Linked DNA regions of Mus musculus: regions 2 and 3 are each linked to region 1. Evidence: chromatin contacts called from public promoter capture Hi-C data. All regions are on one chromosome and are shown on one strand. The core of a region is the stretch at or near the end of the contact, and the rest is flanking DNA. Distances in the headings are between cores, read along the strand shown. Region 1 holds the start of Tyw5 (tRNA-yW synthesizing protein 5). Region 2 holds the start of Sf3b1 (splicing factor 3b, subunit 1). Region 3 holds the start of Sumo1 (small ubiquitin-like modifier 1).

Region 1 (3,213 bases), core at 383-2,882:
ATCACCTTTCCTGTAAGATAGTTATTTTCTAGGATTCTCATGAGCAAGATTAAAGCTCCACCAGCAGTAAAAGACTTGTCTTTTTATATTTTGGGGGTTTTTTTGGTTTTGTTTCTTCTTTGTTTGTTTTTGAGACAAGATTTCTCCATGAAGCCCTGGCTGTCCTGGGACTTGCTCTGTAGATCAGGTTGGCCTGGAACTCAGAGATCTGCCTGCCTCTGCCTCCTGAATGTTGGGATTAAAAGCATGTGCCACCACTGACCTGTAAAAAAAGACACATCTTAACCTCCTTGTGCAATGTTAGTGAACCATGGTTTTACCTGATCAAACTATAGTATTAGCCCAAAGCATCTCTCTTGAAACATGAACTACAACTTCTTAGTAAACTTAAACTCTGCCTTATATTGACTCAATTAGAAATTCTTCTAGGGTCATCAGTAATCCTGTCTTCTCAAAGGAACACTTCAGGCTGCTCCAGCAGCATAGCGTAGCTGTAGCTACAGATCCTATCTTACTACCACTAATATACTTCAGAGACTTTTTCCCTTAGAATAATCGCCAGAATCCTTACTCTGTTATTCTGATACTTGGACTTTCTTGAAAAGTCCTGAGAGCAAACTTATTTTCTTTTCTTAAATCTAACTGCTTTCTGCTACTTCTTTCTTTAAAAACTAAAGGGAGCCGGGCGGTGGTGGCGCACGCCTTTAGTCTCAGCACTTCGGAGGCTGAGGCAGGCGGATTTATGAGTTCGAGGCCAGCCTTGTCTACAGAGTGAGTTCCAGGACAGCAAGAGCTATACAGTGAAACCCTGTCTCGGAAAAAACAAAACAACAAAACAAAACTAAAGGGCTTAATCCTTAATTATGATTCTGGCTTAAATCAAGGAATGACTTGTACCAGAGGAAACCTACGAGACGATTTCCATTGGTTTCCCTGTTGCAATCCTTCATTAGACTGAAATATCGAGTTTCAAAAATCTAATATCTCGAAATACTCCAGGGGCTGTTAGGACCAAGCAAGAGAAGGGCGAGGGATCCTGAACTAGACTTTAGGAAAAACTCCATAGAAAGGGAGCACGTGAGGTCAGAAAGCCACACGCGCGACCTCTCAGTGAGCTTCGTGCCACCCAGCTTTCTCCGGTCATCCTGCTCCCCAAAAATGTGGGGCCGTTTCTCTCCGGGGCTTTGAATTCCCGAGCAGGGCTACAGGTCCCTTCCGCTCACTCCCTTGACAGCAGAGCGCCTTCTCTTCCCCCGAACAATCTCTGGGTTGCAGGAGAGCAGATGGGCCGCCAGAAGGTACCGGGGTGTCTCCCCTGCCTTTCCGCGGCGGGCCTCCTCACCTGTGGATAAAGATGCTCCATGAACTGCTCCCGGGAGACGCCCCGCAGCCGGGGTACCGGAAGACGCTGCTCAGCCATGGTGAAATTCACAGGCCTGGGAATTTGGACGAGTTCTTCCACGCGTGATTTCCCCTGGAAACACTACTCCGGAAGAAATGGTCCGCGTAGGTGACTGACCCCAGAGGGCGGCGGCTGGTTCGAAGTGCGCACGGCGGGGAGCCCGAGGGCTTCGGCCTGGGCTGAGGGCTAACACAGCCGAAATGAGAGGACTCACCCGAGGCGGCGGCAGCGAGGCGGCCTTGGCTCCACTTCTCCAACCCCGGCGAGCTGGTTTCCCTCCGGCCTGCTTTCAGTACTGCACAGGCATGCAGAGGTGAAAGGTCACAAACATGGCGCTGGCCGCCCGTCTCCTACCTCTGCCCCTGCTTTCCCGGCCGCTGCCCGGCCCGGTCACCCGACTCCGGACTCTCGGTAGCACCGAGGTGAGGCTGACGCTGACTGAAATTTGCTGCCTGTGCCGCCGTCGCCTGGGCTCAAGCGCGGCTCCGATCCCTCGCTACACTCGGGCCTGGACAAGCCCTGCGTTGCGTTCCTGGAGCTCCCGAAGATCCCTTCTCGGCCGGGTAGAACATCCTCCAGCCCTCGCTTCTTTACCCGCTAGTCCCAGCCGCAGCTACAGCACCGAGGAGCAGCCCCAGCAACGCCAGAGAACCAGAATGATCATTCTGGGATTTTCCAATCCCATCAACTGGGTCCGGACTCGAATTTACGCCTTCCTTATTTGGGCCTATTTCGACAAAGAGTTCAGTATCGCTGAGTTCTCTGAAGGGGCGAAGCAGGTTTGTTTGCTCCCCTAACTGACCTCTCTGCCTCGTGCATTCAGCGTTTCCGTGATCAAGTGTTTAGCCATGAAGTTTCTTCATTGCGACCCGTGGTATCCAACGATGGTAGTGACCTAGACACTGAATCTTTCGGCCACTTCAGGACTTTAATAAGCTTCTAAGTGTGTTCGCATGGTCGTCAGGGAGGAGGGGTTCATTCAAGAAACTAGGATGAAGGCCTAAGTTCAAAGCCTGTTTGTCAGTGCCACTCTAAAATTAGTTAATCCTTTGGGTATGATTTTTCCAGAATTAGAAGATTAGAGAAGACAGTGCCTGGCACACATAGTAGGCACTTCATAAGTATTTGTTAAGTAAATCGAATGGAGTAAGTTATGGTGAGGAATAAGATAACACTGCCAAAGTAATAACATATCATTTCAGGTACAAAGGCAGTTTCCTACCAGCTGTTTGACAGATCTGAATTGCCTTCTGCATTCTCTACCTATATATTCTGTCAAGGATAAGAGTTTGCTGAGGCTGCTGGTCTACTTAGTGTCCAGGTCTAGCACACTGGTGATTCCTAGCTCTGACTTTGCCCATCGTGACCTTTCTGAATAGCAAGTGATGTTGCCTTAACAATGGTCACTTTGAATCTCAAGATCATTGACACAGTTTGTGTGTACATGCTTTTCTTTCCAGGAAGACTTTTTAAATCTCCTTTCATTTTCTTAGGTTGTCAGTCCCTAGCATTTCAAAACTGTTGATTAATACAAAGGTAGAAGTCATAGTTTATTCTCCAGTTCATACTGGAATAGACCATCAGGATAATAATTTAACAACATTGACTATATGCTGGTATTTTTAATTTTACTTCTGACTTATTCAGATTTTCCCCAATTCCTAGCCATTTATACCCAACTCATGTAGTTGTAAATGAGTTCTCAACTTCGTGTAATCTGGGGCAGTATTAACTCCTGTCTCCCTGGGTCCACTCTTAGCTAATATATATGTTTGCTCAAAAATAAAAGTGAGCAAGCTTGAGTGATAATG
Region 2 (3,213 bases), core at 295-2,794, 2.4 Mb before region 1:
TGGGAAGCAGAGGCAGGAGGATGAGTTTCTTTGAAGTGGGACCCAGTCTCCTCTATTCAGGAAGTTTCAGGGCAACCGGAATTACATAGTAAGACTATCTCAAAAAAGAAAACAAAAACATGTGTTGTACTTTCATGTTTAAAGACAAAAGACTAGTTAATGCAGGGACATTTCTGGCTTTCAAAAGTGTTAGTATTTTCAGTTCCTCAAATGTCCCAGCTATTGGTCCTAAACCATCTCTTTAGATTCGCATCGGAATTCCCTCCTTACACCCTCCTCTATCCTACCACAGCGACACTCACTGCATGGTACAAGATGTTCCCTCCGGCTCAGACATCCTCCCCTAATTTAAAACTGATTGATCCTTTTTTATCAGCGCCGCGTCACCACCTCCCAAAAATAACTAAGCATAAATTAATGGCTCCGTTACCCAGCTTCTCAGAAAGTACTGGCTTTACTTCTCTGTACACATTCCTTTGATTTTCTAAGAGAATATTCACACATCTGCTTCCACATCAAACTGTCAAATTTCTGACATCCTTAGCTTGTTACCTCTCTCTAACACCGAGACACACACTTAGAAAGGACGGGTTTAGTGACTTAGTGTCAGCGTAAATTTTGGCTTCTTAACCGGGAGCCAAGAAACAGGGATTCTGTCTCTCAGACTCAAATTCCTTCCCGTCTTCTCTGGTTACTTTCCTTATGGAATCTGGTTGCTTCTCAACATGTTTCTAGCTCTGTTTACTCTTGTGCAGCATAAAATAAGCGACTACCCAGAAAACTTTGGCAACTGGTCAAATCTGCCTTTCCTTCTCTCTTCCTCCTGATTCTCCAACACCTAGCTCTCAAAGGGAAAAAGATAGAACACCAGGACACAAGTGATTAAAGGAGTAAACTACCAGATTTTCTGCCGGAATCATTTAGTGCAAGCACCACAACACGATCCAGCCGCCTTGGAGATGCCTGTATCGCGAAGGCTGGGATTGGCAGGCCTGCGCTGAAGCGGCCTCCGTTAGGAGCGGCCCGAAAGCGGCTGCCGTCATTCAGGGCTTTCCAGGTACGAACTGCCGACGATAGCGCCCGGGGGGCGAGAAAGTCGGCCTCCCACGTCCGCCTCCCCGCTCCCTCCCCGGGAGTCCCCCGGGGCAAGCCGCTCGAGCGAGGCTCTCCGGTCAGAACAAGAGAACTCGGAAGCACCAACAGCCAGCGCGGAACAAAGCGCCGGTCCCGGAGTGCGAGAGGACGCCATTACGCGGGCAGCGGCCTGCGCCGACGAGCCGAGCAGGCCTCGCCGCGCGGCCTCGGTCGAGACCAGAGATGCCACGCGAAGACGCAGAAAGCCAGGAGAGAGGGCCGCGGCTGGCTGGCTGCCGAGGTCGCGCGTGGGAAGGGAAAGGCCGCTTACCTTCGTGAGTCTTGGCGATCTTCGCCATTTTGTCCACTCGAACACACAGACGGAACTGGCGCTCCCAAGGACTTCCGCTCGCCGCCGCCAGAAACAGAGGCCGCTCTCTGAGCGTGCGCACCCGGGAGCGCGCGCCGCACTGTAGCACGTACTTCAACTGCCACCTATATGAGACTGCGAGGGGCATTATGGGAGTGGGCGGGGCCAGGGCGGGCTCCCGGCGGCTTCCTTAAAAAGCCAGCGAAACCGCGGGGAAGACTAAACGCGGAAGAGGATGGCTACTTCCCAAGAGGGCTGTAGCCTGTCCGGCCAGTGGTGGGTAACGTGCCGTTAATTCAAGCACTCGGAAGAGAAGAGGCAGTTCGAGGCCAGCCTGGTCTACAAAGAGAGTTCCCGAAGCCAGGGCTGTACAGACAAAGCCTGTCTTTAATAAAACCAAAGGAGCCTGGCAGTGGTGGCGCACCCCTTTAATCCCAGCACTTGGGAGGCAGCGGCAGGCAGATTCTGAGTTCGAGGCCAGCCTGGTCTACAGAGTGAGTTCCAGAACAGCCAAGGCTACACAGAGAAACCCTGTCTCGAAAAAAACAAAAATAAAAAGTAGAGAGAGAGAGAGATTAAATTACACAAAATAGAATTTAGCCAAAGGAACACTGCCTCCAAGACACCCAAAAAATAAACAGTATGCTAGCCAGGCCTGTTAGAAATAAAGTTTATGATGCCTAAGATGTTAATGTTGGTTCACCAGTATTGACCAGCCATTAGATACGGTAGAATACTTCTCTTAACAGGCAGCTCAAGGGAATAGTATAGGGTCACAAGCAATGTTAAGTCCTGATCTACAATAAAGCCCAGTTCTTTTCTTGAGAGAAACATAATTCTGCCAAATGGGTAAGATGACCCCAGGTAACAACTATTTGAAAAAGTACAACACTGGTGCACTTAAAATAATTCTGGCAATAACTGATGCCTAAATGACCAGGCAAATAGGAGTGACCTATTGACCAGATTTTCAGCCTTCTGTCTCTGTTTAAGTTGTACTAAATGTAACCCAGGGTTGGGACCTAAATTACAAATTTGAGGATAACCTCATATTTGGAGAAAATAAGCCTAAGGTGTCTCTAAGTTATCAAAATGTATTCAAGGCTGGCCCTACCGAGCATTAGCCAGAGCCAGCTGTGCCAGACCTTTTTCCTTTATTATCCTCCAAATGTGCAGGATGCTTTCTCACTGGGAAGGCTTATCATTTCTATAACAGATTCAAAGGAGCATTTGCTGCATTTGTGGTAATTGTAGAAGCTAAATACTTCCTGGAGTTCCAGAGTAATGATAAACATCACTAAAAGATCACCCAGAATTGTCTTGTGAATCCTCTTTTATAAAAATAAGATTTTTTCATGCTGGGCGTGGTGGCGCACGCCTTTAATCCCAGCACTCAGGAGGCAGAGGCAGGCGGATTTCTGAGTTCAAGGCCAGCCTGTTCTACAAAGTGAGTTCCACAGGGCTACACAGAGAAACCCTGTCTCAAAAAACAAAAACAAAACAAAAAAGATTTTTCTCACCACAGCCTACTTGTCTGTATGTTTGTTCCTGAAAGAATACTAATATGGTTCAGGACAGGAAGGAGAGTATTAAAATGAGTCCGAGACGGCTCCCTTAGGCTCCTTATTTGGGGAGGTTGTGCAGCCTTGCAGAAAGAGGAAGTACATCGCTGGAGACAAGATTAGAGTTCCTCGCCTCAGTCTACTTTCAGTTTGCTCTCTCTGCCGTATGTCTGCGGCTGAAGATGACCTCTCAGCTTCTTGTTCCCA
Region 3 (3,213 bases), core at 519-3,018, 2.3 Mb after region 1:
ACTTGGGAGGTAGTGGGGGATTTCTGAGTTCAAGGCCAGCCTGGTCTACAGAGTTCCAGGACTTAAGCATTTACAGCTGATCTTTCTGAGCTGGTAACTAAGTAAACAACTGTCATAAACAAATTATTCATAAAGTCATTTCTATCCCAAAAGAGGATTAATTCAGATTATTAATAAGTAAATCCATGCCACAATTAGTCTACAGTGTAGATAGGCTATAAAAATAGAACCACCCTGGCCAGTCTGTGGTGGCACAAGCCTTTTATCCCAGCACTCAGGAGACAGAAACAGGCCGATCTCTATAAATTGGAGGCCAGCCTGGTCTACAGAGTGTTCCTAGAAAGCCAAGGCTACACAGAAAATCCGTGTCTCAAACAACAACAACAAATTTTTTTTTTAAAAAAGTCCAACTACATTGTGAAGTTGAATGAAAAAGTTTACTGAATAATTATCACAAAAGAAGAAAAAGTTAAAAAAAAAATACTCTGAAAATTAAGTCATCTGAGCAAACCAAAGCAAAGTCAGACCAAAACCTTATGTATATAAAAACTAGCCACAAAGGTAGTAACTAAAATAGGATGAAGAAAAATTTAGGTGGCAAGGAGTCACTCCTATTTGAAGGCAAATACCATGCAAATCCTTGATTCCAAAACCGAGACACACTGTTTTACTACTAATTGACAGCTTTCTGCAAATATTCTGCAATTGTACAACACGGATAACTTTTTTTTTCTCTATTTCTTCGAAAATTAGTTCAGAAACTTCTGGAAGAGAGGTTTGGGGGTGCATATAATCTAAATGCGTCATCTGATTATCAAAGAACAAAAAACGTGCTATATTTTTTTTTAAAGTGCCAAGCATCTGCTGGTTAAAGCCCAGACGAAATGGCTTGTTGGTGGTGGCACTCCATACACAGTTTGCTGTTTCTCGGTTATTCTGAGCGCTCTGAGAACTGGAGAGTTGATGGACCAATCCCGAGTAAGAAATGGAAAGTACAGCGAAAGAGCGGACCGTTCCGCACCCCCGGAAGGAAAAAAAAAAAAAAAAGACTGAGGTGTGCAGAGATGGACGGACCCTCCAGGCAAACACAACGGAAAAGCAGCGTCCTCTGGGCTCCCAGTCACCTCAGACACGGCTCCCCGGCCGCCCCCCACTCTCCGGGACCAAGAACCCAAAGTGGAGTCGAGCTGCTTTTCAGGGCCACCTAGCCTCCCAGTCGGGGATTTCCCTCCCGTTACATAACTGGGCCTAGGGCCTGGTTTCTGCCATCCGTCGTCCGAAGGGAAACGGTCGTTTTCCCCTCAGCTTGCTCTCGGGGACAAGGGAGCGGGCCTGGGCCCCCTGCGAGCCCGCGAGAAACCTGGGCGCCGTCGAGAGAGCCCCGGCGCCGGGTGGCGCGGGGGTAGGGGCCTCGGAGAGGGGCGCGGAGGGCGCGTGGAACCCAGAGCCCCGGGGTCCCAGGCGGCCTGGCCCGACTCCGCCAGGCGCCCCGCGTCCCTCGCGGCCCCCTCCCCACGGGCAGCCCCCTTCTCCAGCCGCCCCCTCCCCCGCGCCTCAGTCCAGGGCCCCAGCCCGCGGCCGACGGCCCTGAGCCCTAAGGCCCCGGCCCGGTACCTGGTCAGACATGGTGACGTGGATTCACCCGGGGGTCTCCGCACCACTGCGGCCTCCGGCAGGCAGAACCTCACTCTGAGGTTTACAAATCCGTCCCTTCTCTACAGCACAACACCGCGGCTGCAGGGACTTCCTCTACGTCTTGCGTCACTTCCGCTGCGCGCAGAGGCGAGTTAGCGAAGACGGGAAAAGGAAGCGGGAAAACGCCGTAAGGAAGGCCGGGGGCTAAAATCCTCCAGGTTGTAAACTACTTGCCTGGAGCAAGAGAACTGCTAGGACTTCGGAGGGAGGGAGAATCAGGCCCGCTGCCGCAGCCCTCAGGGAGACCAGCGCTTTGCCTGCAGGCCGAATGTCTGGGGTCAAACTGACTGCTTAGGCTCCTCCCGGTGGGACGACTTGCGCGCTTCTGAGGCCCGGACCAACCCTCACTGAATATAGTGAATTACCCGTATAGTATTTTTATAGGCCCCTCATGCTTGCTGTTGCCACATTCGTGACTCCGGGTGATAGAGGCAGAGGCTACCGGATCTCTGTGAGTTCGTGGCCATCTTCATCTACAAAGTGAGTTCCAGGACAGGACATAGAACCCTGTTGGGGGCGGGGGAGATGAGGGGGCACAAAAAGACGACCCTTCAGGACACATCTTTTGTTCTTGTGTTTTGAGGCAGGGTCTCACTAATAGCCTTGGCTATTATAGAACATTGCAATGTCAACCAGACTGGCCTCCAACTCGTAGAGATCCTCTTGCCTCTGCCTCCCAAGTGCCACCACACCCCCAGCTAGAACAAAGTCTTGGTGGCTACAGACAACTAAAATGCTACTGAAAGTTTTGAAGTTGTAGGCAGGAGCGCCTTCCAACGCATAAACTAGTTGCCTTGTGTCATAGAAAGACCTAAACTGCTTCCTTTGAATACAGTGACCTTGCACAAGCATTCAAGGAGGATTAAGGTTATAATAAGTAAAGGGGGAAAAATGAAAACTTAAATCAAAAACCCTTCACAGAACAAGACATTAGTAAAATAATCTTTTCTGTAAATAGTAATGAGCCAACTATAAATGACCCAGTAGTCAAAGAGCACTGGCTACTCTTCCAGAGGACTCAAGTCTGAGTCCCAGCACCCATGCATGCATTCAAAACTGCCTGTAACTCTAGTCCCAAGAATCAGATACTTTTTTCAGCACCAAGCCAAAGCCTGAATGCGGTTCATAAACACATTCAGACAAAAACACCCATACAAAATTAAAAATTAGTAGGTACAATATAATTACTAATGAAAATACTGAACATTCACATGCGAAAGGAGAAAGAATTTAAATCCCTATTTCACTGCATATACAAAATTAAAATGTTTCAACGGTGTTTATGTAAGACTGTTTTAGGGTTTTTTTTTTAAGATTTATTTATTTATTTTATGTATATGAGTACACTGTAGATGTTGCAGATGGTTGCAAGCCTTCATGTGGTTGTTGGGAATTGAATTTAGGATCTCTGCTTGCTCCAGTCAGCTCCGCTCACTCCAGTCAACCCTGCTCTCTCAGTCCCTGCTCACTCTGACTCAAAGACTTATTTATTATTATTTGTAAGTACACTGTAGCTGT

What was found. Promoter capture Hi-C pulls out the DNA fragments that hold promoters and counts their contacts.
Region 2: a promoter capture Hi-C map of hippocampal neurons shows a contact between it and region 1, with 7 times the contacts expected there. The contact joins the promoter of Sf3b1 here to the promoter of Tyw5 in region 1. A contact is called at or near these places in 3 of 39 promoter capture datasets (embryonic stem cells, hippocampal neurons and liver) and 3 of 115 datasets of contacts at active chromatin or transcription factors (embryonic forebrain, embryonic stem cells and stem cell-derived neural progenitor cells).
Region 3: a contact with region 1 is called in a promoter capture Hi-C map of pre-B cells, with 11 times the contacts expected there. The contact joins the promoter of Sumo1 here to the promoter of Tyw5 in region 1. A contact is called at or near these places in 2 of 39 promoter capture datasets (HPC-7-derived erythroid cells and pre-B cells), 1 of 115 datasets of contacts at active chromatin or transcription factors (the 230-238 cell line) and 1 of 9 other capture datasets (adipose tissue).

What each region holds. Positions count from the first base shown.
Region 1 is chr1:57,405,042-57,408,254 of GRCm38.p6, forward strand. Tyw5 (tRNA-yW synthesizing protein 5) reads right to left here and starts at 1,633. Exons shown (of 8, transcript NM_001037742.2): 1 at 1,343-1,633. The coding sequence starts at 1,420. Maip1 (matrix AAA peptidase interacting protein 1) reads left to right here and starts at 1,225. Exons shown (of 5, transcript NM_001081181.3): 1 at 1,225-2,181. The coding sequence starts at 1,732.
Region 2 is chr1:55,025,934-55,029,146 of GRCm38.p6, forward strand. It overlaps Sf3b1 (splicing factor 3b, subunit 1), which reads right to left and starts at 1,545. Exons shown (of 25, transcript NM_031179.2): 1 at 1,406-1,545. The coding sequence starts at 1,433.
Region 3 is chr1:59,669,066-59,672,278 of GRCm38.p6, forward strand. It overlaps Sumo1 (small ubiquitin-like modifier 1), which reads right to left and starts at 1,769. Exons shown (of 5, transcript NM_009460.2): 1 at 1,615-1,769. The coding sequence starts at 1,626.